3 separate regions of the Sus scrofa genome follow, and all the other regions are linked to region 3. A link is a contact called in public HiChIP or PLAC-seq data. All regions are on one chromosome and are shown on one strand. Each heading gives the region's core, a stretch centred on a gene start, on an enhancer-like site or on the middle of the called end of the contact. The rest is flanking DNA. Distances are from core to core; before and after follow the strand shown.

What was found. HiChIP or PLAC-seq counts read pairs in DNA pulled down with a chosen protein or histone mark.
Region 1: a contact with region 3 is called in an H3K27ac HiChIP or PLAC-seq map of alveolar macrophages. The contact joins the promoter of TTC25 here to the promoter of DHX58 in region 3. A contact is called at or near these places in 2 of 5 promoter capture datasets (fetal liver and liver), 7 of 47 Hi-C or Micro-C datasets (embryonic fibroblasts, mesenchymal stem cells, psoas muscle and 2 more) and 1 of 2 datasets of contacts at active chromatin or transcription factors (alveolar macrophages).
Region 2: an H3K27ac HiChIP or PLAC-seq map of alveolar macrophages shows a contact between it and region 3. The contact joins the promoter of STAT5A here to the promoter of DHX58 in region 3. A contact is called at or near these places in 1 of 47 Hi-C or Micro-C datasets (skeletal muscle) and 1 of 2 datasets of contacts at active chromatin or transcription factors (alveolar macrophages).

What each region holds. Positions count from the first base shown.
Region 1 is chr12:20,789,287-20,792,911 of Sscrofa11.1, forward strand. TTC25 (tetratricopeptide repeat protein 25) reads right to left here and starts at 2,241. Exons shown (of 12, transcript XM_021066990.1): 1 at 2,187-2,241.
Region 2 is chr12:20,496,973-20,500,442 of Sscrofa11.1, forward strand. It overlaps STAT5A (signal transducer and activator of transcription 5A), which reads right to left and starts at 1,813. Exons shown (of 19, transcript NM_214290.1): 1 at 1,769-1,813; 2 at 63-200. The coding sequence starts at 190. It also overlaps a transcript of STAT5B not described here.
Region 3 is chr12:20,645,861-20,649,317 of Sscrofa11.1, forward strand. It overlaps DHX58 (DExH-box helicase 58), which reads left to right and starts at 1,893. Exons shown (of 13, transcript NM_001199132.1): 1 at 1,893-2,133; 2 at 2,268-2,436; 3 at 2,645-2,846; 4 at 3,238-3,428. The coding sequence starts at 2,269. KAT2A (histone acetyltransferase KAT2A) reads left to right here. Exons shown (of 18, transcript XM_013980960.2): 14 at 179-293; 15 at 387-423; 16 at 514-577; 17 at 697-781; 18 at 906-1,604. The coding sequence ends at 1,099.

The sequences.
Region 1 (3,625 bases), core at 991-3,490, 140 kb after region 3:
CCGTTGTGGCTCAGCAGAAACAAATCTGACTAGGAACCATGAGGTTGCGGGTTCAATCCCTGGCCGCATGTGGGTTGAGCATCCAGCATTTCGGTGAGCTGTGGTGTAAGCTGGTAGCTGTAACTCCAACTCGACCCCTAGCCTGGGAACCTCCATATGCCATGGGTGCAGCCCTAAAAAGCAAAGAAAGAAAGAAAATAAACTACTCTGTGAATATACTGAATTTTTCTGAGTGTTGGGGATTCCTTTGGTTCACTCAGAATCTTAGGGTATTTGGTGCGTAACAAGTTCGACCACGAACCTGAAATGGCTATGCAACACACTCAAAATACTAATCAAAGGCTAAGCTACTTAGTACACAAAGACTAAGCATGCTGAAGGCTAACAAAATGGATTTTAGGACAGTCTGCCATTTTTGTCAACCGTTCTGCATGCCCTCTCTTTTTACACACCTTCTTGAGAGTAAGTCACCATTTCTGGGGATAAGATGAAAACGCTAGGAAAAGTGAAACCATGATTTGGCCTTAAAGGGGGAGCAGAATGCTTCCCTACTCCCCAAGTCTTTCCTCCTTCTGTTTGAGATTGTTACCGTGGTCTGCAGTGTACTGTCCTGCCTGAGGCATCAGACTGTAAACACCCCTAAAACCTTCCTACTCTTCCAGGAAGAGGAAGTAGCTATTTTCTTTCATAGAAAAGGCCTTTAGGGGTATTCTTTTCTCTCTAACTGAGCTTCTCCTGGATGAAACATGATCCAGAAAGAGGAGAATGGGTGGGGGCAGGGCTCCTGGACTCATTCATTGGCCCATCTGATCAATTATTTCTGGTTTTAGGGTGTGGTTGGTGATCAAAGGGACAAAAGACTCTAGGTAGCAGTTGAGAAGCTTGACTTTAAAGGAAATCTTGAGGCAGGTTAGAGGACTATCCCACTATTCCAATTTTTTTTTCATTTGTTTGTTTGTCTTTTTTTGCCATTTCTTGGGCTGCTACTGCAGAGGTTCACAGGCTAGGGGTCAAATCAGAGCTATAGCTACAGACCTACGCCAGAACCACAGCAACTCAGGATCCGAGCGGCATCTGCAACCTACACCACAGCTCACAGCAACGCTGGACCCTTAACCCACTAAGCAAGGCCAGGGATTGAACCCGAAACCTCATGGTTCCTAGTCGGATTCGTTAACCACCAAGCCACGACGGGAACTCCTACTCCAATTTTTAATAAGAGGCAGACCATTTATTGTAAAAGAAATCATCACAAAATGCCCCATAGCTTACTTGGGAGAGAGTACAGTAGTATAAAGTGGCTAGCCCCTCAGCACTGGAGTCAAGTGCCTGGGTTTGAGTTCTTTCTCTGCCCTTTGCTAAGTCCAGTGATCCTGGGCATGTTATTCAACTTCTAGAACACTTTCCTTATCTGTAAAATGGAGTAGTAACAGCACCTTCCCCATAAGCTTGCCACTCAGCAGTATGCTGGTATCCTAAAACAGCACTCAATCTTCACTCAACAGCGTGGAGCGATTTATTCTAGGGTAACTCGCCCCCCCCACCCCCACCCCCCCACACAAACACCGGGGTCATGTGGAAGTTCTTCGGGCAGGGACTGAACCGACCCCAGCTGCTGCAGTGACAGCGCTGGATCCTTAACGCCCTGTGCCACAAGGGAACTCCCACAGTAACATTTTACAATGTTCGTTAATGACCGACCACCTTCCATAAGCAACCATGTTCCAGAGACTTCACTTCGGCAAGTTGCCTCCCAGGCAATGATGGGAAATTGAGGCCGCCCTGGGGAATGAGGCAAATCACGAAACATTTGAGTAAAAAAGTAGGCGACAAGGTCACTGTTAATGCAGAGGATGATTATTAACAACCAGTCAGAATGCAGATGAGAACCGGTAGAAAATGGCCAAATAAGGACTCATCTATGATAGCAGTGCATCAATCACTAACAATGGAATAATGGAAACAATACGGTCGTTCAGCCATCATCAGGACCTCAGTGGCAGGGTCCAACTCACGTTGCTGAAGCTATGGGCGGCTTTAGCGAACTCCCCGCATAGATACAGCCTCTCGCCCTCCGCCATGTAAGAGGGAAAGGTGCTTCGCAAGCCATTAGCTTCTTGCTCCGCCATGGAAACGGGATTCGGAGACGCTAAACGGGAGAAAGGAAGGAAAAGAAGCCTGCGAACCTCTGTCTGGCTTTTGGAAGCTCTGTCTCTTAGCAACTAGGAGACGTAGGGCGACTTCCGGCCCCGCCCTCTCGTACGAGGTTGCGCCCTGGCGCAACCGCCGCCAGCCTGCGCATGCGCCCAGGCAGACTCGCGTCGGGCTAGTTGTGATCAGCGCGTGGCCTGGGGCTGCTAAGCGGGTGCGCCTGGCAGTGTTGGCTGTTAGTAACTTCTGCGAGTTCTTCCAGTTGCAATGCTTTCAGAGTTGACAGCCAGGAAAACAGTAAGAAGGTTGGAGGCAGAATTCCAAAGAGGGATAAGGCATATGTGGCAAAGATCGCTGCACATGTACCACTATCAGGAGAGAGCACGGATTTTGGAGTCTGATTACTTGGGCTGAGTTACACTCATTAACTGTGTGACCCTGTGCTGGGCACGTAAGGGCTCTAAGCCTTAAAATTTGCGTCTGCAACGTGAATGTGAAGATAAAACCTTTGGGATGTGATGATTTGCATAAGGTCACGTGAGAACGCTGGGTTCAACCTTCAATTTAACACATTTAGTGAGCCCCTGCTAGTGGCAGGCTCACACTTCATTAAGTCCTTAGCTGACATCCTTGCCCATTCCCCCACTCTCCCTGCCAGCCCCCCCGCCAAAGGTGAACTAGGTTTACTACATTTACTTACTTTTTTTTTTGTCTTTTTAGGGCCACACCTGTGGCATATGAAAGTTCCCAGGCTAGGGGTCGAAGTACTTCATTACTTTCATTTATTTTTTCTTGGCTGCACCTGCCACATTTGGAAGTTCCTGGCAACACAGGATCCAAACCAACCGGTCAATGGGAATTCCTTTTTTTTTTTTTTTGCTTTTTTTTGGGGGGCGGGGCGCATGTGGAGGTTCCCAGGCTAGAGGTTCAGTTGGAGCTACAGCTGCCGGCCTAGCTATAGCCACAGCAACGCAGGATTGGATCTGCGTCTACGACCTTCACCACAGCCCATGGCATTGCCAGATCCATAACCCACTGAGAGAGGCCAGGGATAGAATCTGCAACTTTATGGTTCCTAGTGGGGTTCACTTCCACTGTGCCACGACGGAAATTCTGGGAACTCCTTTTTTTTTAAATTTTTTTGAAAAAATAAGTTGGATGTCATCGAAATGAAAATCCTTTATTCTTCTAAAAGGCACTGCTAAGAAAATCAAAAGGGAGTTCTTGTCATGGCTCAGTGGTTAATGAATTCGACTAGAAAAGACAAAAAAGAAAGAAAATCAAGACTGGCCACAGGCTGGGATAAAATATCTGCAAAACATCTACCTGTCAAAGAACTTGTATCCACACTACATGAAGAGCTTTTATAACTCCGTAATAAGACAGATAAATACAAAATGACCAAAAGATTTTAATAGTTATTTCATCAAAGAAGATAAAGGAAAGTCAATTAGCACATGAAAAGATGTTCAAT
Region 2 (3,470 bases), core at 563-3,062, 150 kb before region 3:
GGAGACCTAAAAGCCTGGATGGCAGGGACCCGCAGAGAAAGGCCAGGGGCAGGGGCACCTACCACGGCTGGCTCTCGATCCACTGCGCTAAGTAATGCCGGACCTCGATGGGGAAGTGTTGTCCGTACAGCACCTGCATCTGGCGTAGGGCATCTCCCTGCAGCTGCTGGGCCTGGATCCAGCCCGCCATGTCCCTTCACCTAGGGTGAGCAGAGGGCTGAAGAGGCGCCTCCTTGGCAGAGGCGAGGGCTGGGCCTGGCCTTGGCCCTGCCATGCCCACCCACCCCTGGACCGCGGTCTGGCCAGGCCCCTCCCCTCTCACAGACACGCTTTCCTGTGCGGGAAGAAAGATGGTGAGGAGGGGAAGGCCGCCCTTCCCTCCAGCAAGGAACCCGCTGAGGCTTGGGGAGGGGCTCCCGAAAGTCAGGTGCCCTCCCCCTCTTCCTCTCCCCTCGCCCCACCGGGGCTTCCCCGGGGGGAACAGCTTAAAAACTGAAAGAGAAACTTGCCGGCGGAGGCCCACGGGCCCTCTAGGGAAGGCTGCAAGAATCCCCCTCCCCTGCCTCGAACTCCTGAGTCCCCGTTTCTGGGAACCGGGGATATTCTGGCCCAAAGTGAGGGCCACGCCACCGACGGTTCCCACTGGACGGCTCCGTCACGGCGGGCCCATGGCTGGGGTCGCGAAGGGGCGAGAGCCGGGGAAGCAGACGCTCCCTCTCTGGGGCTGCGACCCCCTGAGCTGTGCCCGCGGTCTCCCTCTGGCCGGTCCGACAGCGCCCCCTGCCCATGCGGGCGGGGACGGCGCCCACCCTCGACCCCTCCCTCCCTCTGCGTCCCCCGTCTCCCGTCCGCGCTGAGCGCTGCGCCGAAACTCCCTCTCGGTCCCGGGGACGGTTCCCGGCACGCCGCCGCCGGCTGTCGGGCTCCGGGGCCCGGAGCGCGGGGGCCCGGGCAGCAGCCGAGTGCCCCCTCTCGGCGCGCGCCGCCGGGGACGCGCGGCCGGGCCACCCACCTGGTCGCGCCGAGCCGTCCGGCAGCGGGGCCGGCGTTCGCTCCCGGCCCGGGCTCCTGGCGGCGGCGGCGGAGGCGGCGGCGGCGGCGGCAGCGGCTGTTACTACAGGAAGGCGCAGAGAGCAGCGATTTCCTCCTCAAAGGTCAGCTGCCTCTGATAGACCATACACAGCGCGCGAGCTCTCGCTACCACCCCTCCCAGCCTCGGTCGCTTTCTCCCTGCCTCCGCCCTCGGTGGCTGGCTCCCCGGGCCTCAGGCGGCGAGGCGAGGCGGGGCGGCGCCGGGCGTGGGGGCTGCCCCGACGGCGGGGTCCCCCCGGGAGTCCCAGCCTGCCCTCGCTTGCGGCCCCGCGGAGCGGCCGCGGCCCGTGCTGGGCAAGAGGCGAAGCGGTGGCTGGAGGATGGGGGTGGGAGGGCTGGGAAATCCCGGGCTCTGGAAATTCCAAAGCACAGCCTCAGTTTTCGCATCTGTAAAAAGGGAGGAGGGAAGGGTTGGACCGGCTGGAGATGCCTGCAGCCCCAGCTTATGTCACCTCTTGAATCTCTAGACTCAAAATTTTAATGTGTGTGTGTGTGTGTGTGTGTGTGTGCGCGCGCGCGCGCGCACGCGTGTGTGTTTACGTGGGTTGGGGACGCAGCTTTTGTGATCTCAGTGGCGAAGCCCTGGCCAGGGGAAAGACTGGGGATTCCAGAGAAGCCAGCTCACTCAGAGGGCCCCATCACCCTCCTTCCACCACTCCCACCACCGTGCACTCACCCGCTGCAGTAGAAACAAGAACGAACCCTGGCAGTCAAATGCTCAACCCCCTGACATTTTGCAGATGAGAAGTGGAGTGCAGAGCGGGGAAGGGGTCCCACCGTGGGCACGTGGCCTGATCCGCAGACTATGATCCGTGCGTGATCCTGGCCCTCAGTTCACGCGAGCCCAGTCACATCTGAGGCTGGTCCTATCTTCAGAAAGTCCAGGGAAGGCCGTCTTGAATCCTCCTCACAAGCTCCCCACTGCCTCTAGGCCTGGCCACAACAGGGAACACCCTCCCTGAGCCTTGCCTGGCTCACAGCCCCCTCCCTGAGCGCCCCTCTGCGGAGCGTGTGGAGTTGGGCAAGGTGGCCCTGGAAGCCTTCCATTCCCTTTACCCAGCTTCCCTCTCCTCTGGGGCCTCCCCTCTGCCTGGCAGCTGGTATTGGCAGCATCAAGGGAGGGGCCAGCCTGGCTGCCCACTCACAGCTGGCTGGGCCAAGACCTTGTGTCCTGGGGGGAATCATTCTCCTCTCCCTCCCTCCCTCCCTCCCTAATTCCTTCTTGGATCTGCCCTTTTCTCTCTATTCCCTCCCCCATCCCACACCCATCCATCTTCTCACCACTCACTACTTCCCCCAGTTTCTTTTCTTTTTTCTTTTTCTTTTTGCTTTTTAGGGCTGCACCTATGGCATATGGAAGTTCCCAGGCTAGGGGGCAAAATGGAGCTGTAACTGCCACCCTATGCCAGAGCCACAGCAACTCGGGATCCAAGCTGCATCTGTGACCTACACCACAGCTCATGGCAACACCGGATCCTTAACCAACTGAGTGGGGCCAGGGATCGTCCTCATGGATACTAGTCAGGCTCATTACCGCTGAACCACAACAGGAACTCCCCGTTTTCATTCTTTTATTTCAGAGACCACTAGAAGTTTAAAGCTGCAGATCCACCCCCGCCACACACACTCCATGTGTGGTCGCAGTCTCAGTTGGTAGGACCATGGGGAGAGAAATTGAAATGGTAAAGGGGTTCAAAAAGGATTGGGGAAACCCTGCTCTAGGGATGAGGGAACATGCTACCCCCTCACCCCTTCTTCCCCTCCTCTGTGCAACAGATTTGGCCAGAGGAGGGTCCGACACACAGCCAGGGAGTCACCTGGAATGACAGTCAAGTGTCAGCACTGGAAACAACCGAAAAGATGATTTTACAAACGGGGAAACAGAGGCTGGAGAGGGGAATTGACTTGGCCAGTGTCAGGAGGACTGTCAGTGGCAGATCCAAACCCACTGCCGCACGGTGAGTGGGCCCTACTTGGCACCTGGGCACTCCAGCCTGTCACTGTGAGCAGGTGGCGAAGTCAGTCAATGGGAGCAGATCCCGTGGGTCTCCAAGTCTTCTGAGCCGCATCTGGCATGCAGAGGATTACTCTTGCCATGCATCCCCATCTGGGCATCTGGGGAGGCTGGGGTCGGCGGGGGCGGGGGGTGCCAGCTCCAGAATAGGGGCCCTGCCTGCCCACTCCCAGGAAGCTACCTCACCAGCCTCCTCCCCAGGGCCTGTAGAGGCCTGCTGCTCCAGCTGGCAGCCCCACCCACCAAACATCTGGCTGGGTCAGACTGGGCTGGGCGAGAGGGTGGGTCCTTCTGGGTCCTGAAAAATCTGTATTAGGGTGCCCGTGACCAAAACGGGAGGGATTGGCCTAAAAGGGTGTGCCCC
Region 3 (3,457 bases), core at 643-3,142:
AGCACCGGTATGGGCATGTACCGCACATACACATGTGCATGTGTGAAGTGGGATGGCCCAGGAGCGATCCTTGCTCGTAGGAGGAGTGGCTGTTGGAGTCTGTGGTGGGGCCCTGACTGTGGCCCGAGAGGGTGGTTGCGGAGCTGGGGTTGGCCCCTCAGACTCTTCCTTCCCTCAGATCATCAAGAAGCTGATTGAACGCAAACAGGCCCAGATCCGGAAGGTCTACCCCGGGCTCAGCTGCTTCAAAGAGGGCGTGAGGCAGATCCCTGTGGAGAGCGTCCCTGGCATTCGTGAGCAGCGGGGGTCTTGGTGGGGGAGGGGGCGCACTGTTGGGGGTGGGGACAGGCATTCTTAGGGGCGTTCTCCCCACCCCTGCTTTGCAGGAGAGACGGGCTGGAAGCCGCTGGGCAAGGAGAAAGGGTGAGTGCTGCGCGGAGGGAGAGGAGCAGGGAGTGGGGGCGGAGGGACCAGGAGCCTCAGACTCCGCCTCTCGCCTCTCTCTCGCCCCAGGAAAGAGCTGAAGGACCCGGACCAGCTCTACACGACCCTCAAAAACCTGCTGGCTCAGATCAAGGTGGGCAGACCCCCTTTTGGGGGTCCCTGTGCCAATATCTGGCTTTGCGATGGGGGCGGGGCAGTCACCAGCTGGTTGTGGGCGCCGTGGGCCCGGGCCCAGCTTGGCTCTCCTTGCAGTCCCACCCCAGTGCCTGGCCCTTCATGGAGCCCGTGAAGAAGTCGGAGGCCCCAGACTACTACGAGGTCATCCGCTTCCCCATCGGTGAGGACCTTCCAGTCCAACCCCTTCCTCCCCTTTTCGCTGCGCCGCCCCGCATCGTCCCGGCTCCTTCCGTCCTGGGCCATGTGGCCTCTGAAAGGCACGCCCTTGTCCCCTGCTGCCCCAGACCTGAAGACCATGACGGAGAGGCTGCGCAGCCGGTACTACGTGACGCGGAAGCTCTTCGTGGCGGACCTGCAGCGGGTCATCGCCAACTGCCGCGAGTACAACCCCCCAGACAGCGAGTACTGCCGCTGCGCCAGCGCCCTGGAGAAGTTCTTCTACTTCAAGCTCAAGGAGGGCGGGCTCATCGACAAGTAGCCTGACTCTGGACCGTGGCCTCCACCCGTAAAGTCTCCGTCTCAGGCTCTGATCTGATGCCTGAGGTGGCCCTACCCAGGTCCCCCTCGGTGTGAGACACTCCAGCGGGGGCCCTGCACCCCGCGATCCTGCAGCCTTTCTGGGCCCTGGGGCACCGCACGCCTGCAGCTCTGTCCCATCCTTCCTTGTGTCTGACCTTGGGGAGGGGTTTCTGGGTCTGGAGCCCAGCCCCTCTAGAGTGGCTGGTGGCCCCCAGCCCGGGTCTCCCCACTAAGCTATGGCGTCTTAGAAGCCCGGGCCTGGCCCAGGTCACTGTTTCCTCAAGGGCAGGATTTCCAGTTTTCGCTTGAGTGACGGGCCCTCAGGGGTTGGAAGTTCAACCTGGACTGGAGGGGCCGAGCGTCATTCTGCACTGATCTGTTTTTCCCCTGGGGTGGGGGCATGGGGACCATTCATTTCTTGGCATTAATCCCTTGGAGGGAACAATAAAGTTCTTTTTTTTTTTTTCTCTGTGTGATTATTTATCAGTGGAATCCCCAGCCTCAGCAGGCAGGGCCCGTTCTGCCAGCATGGCTCACGCCTGTCCCCGCACCCCTGGGCTGATGGCTACCTGCCCGTAGCCCCCCACGTCTCCCTGCTTGCTTCTGCTGGGCCAGGCATCGTCACGTGGGTGGGATCGGTTACAGCCGCGGCCCTCACGGGGGCGGGGCGGGGCCGGGCGGTGAAGACCCCTCTCCAGGGGGTGGGGCCAACAGGACCCGGGAGGGAAGAAAGGGTATCTTGCTGGCAGCAGCCTTTCTGTCTGCCCTGCTTCTGAAGCTCGTAGTTTTTTTCGGAGGGGCAGGGAAGGGAGAGTCTTAGTTTGATCTCTGCTGGGCTAGCTCCTCCCTTCAGTTTCAGTTTCCATTTCCTTCTCAGCAAGCCCAGCGGCATCTGGGCTAAGCCCGCAGAGCGCAGAGCGGCCAGTGAGACGCTGAGGGAGCAGGTGTGGTCCTTAGTCCTCTGCCTCCCCTCCTACCCAGATAAGGTTCCTGGTAGGTCCCTCCGTGGCCCTGCCCTCTCCTCCCTCAGGCGGGGGTGGAGTCCGGGCAAAGGGAGTGGGGAGAGGCGCTGAGGGGAGGCTGGGCTGGGAGGGGTCCAGGGGTCTTGAGCTCCCTGCCATTCCTAGAATGGAGCTGCGACCCTACCAGTGGGAGGTGATCATGCCCGCTCTGGAGGGCAGGAATATCATCATATGGCTGCCCACGGGCGCTGGCAAGACCAGGGCGGCTGCTTATGTGGCCAAGAGGCATCTGGAGACTGTGGATGGAGCCAAGGTGGTTGTGCTGGTCAACAGGGTAAGTGGCCTGCCCGCCCCCCAGCAGGGTCTCAACTCCTCAGGCGCCTCTCAGGATCTTCCAGAACTCCAGAGCAGCTGTGGCCGTCTCCAAGCTCACATGTCTTTTCACCCATTCCAGCCCAGAGCCATGTCCTGGGGGTCACCCTGCCTTCCCTGCCCCTGGCCCTGCTCCAGCTTCCTCTCCCCATCTCATTCTCCACCCCCAGGTACACCTGGTGACCCAGCATTGTGAGGAGTTCAGCCGCATGCTGGACAGACGCTGGGCCATTACCACCCTGAGCGGGGACATGGGGCCACGAGCCGGCTTTGGCCACCTGGCCCGGAGCCATGATCTGCTCATCTGCACAGCTGAGCTGCTACAGAAGGCGCTGACCAGCGAGGAGGAGGAGGAGCACGTGGAGCTCAACGGTGAGGACCGCGGGCCGCGGGCAACGGTGTGCCCCCAAAGTCCCTGCCTGCCCACTCCAGGGCTCCTGTTCTAGTAAAAGCCTTGGGACATCTCGTGGGACGAGGGATCCCCGCTCACGAAACCGCAGCAGACACCTTCTAAAAACCAACCCCCGTCTACAATGCAGGATCTTGGGCCAGTCCTTTCCCCCAGCTGAGCCTCAGTTTACTAATCTGTAAAATGGAGGTAAATGGCCGCTGCCTGGCCCTGGGCCCAGCTGCAAGCAGTGAAAGGAGGAAGGAATTCTCCCATGAGTTTGGGGGCCACATGAAACAAAGCTTGTGGGAGGAAGGGATTTGCAAACACGGGTCATAACCTCCCCACCCCACCCCCACCCCCACCTTCCTGCAGTCTTCTCCCTGCTGGTGGTGGATGAGTGTCACCACACACACAAAGACACCGTCTACAACATCATCCTGAGCCAGTACCTGAAGCATAAATTCCAGAGGACGAAGCCACTGCCGCAGGTGCTTGGGCTCACAGCCTCCCCAGGCACAGGCAGGGCCTCGACACTCGATGGCGCCATTGACCACATCCTGCAGGTCAGCTCAGCCCCTGGAACTCTGCCACC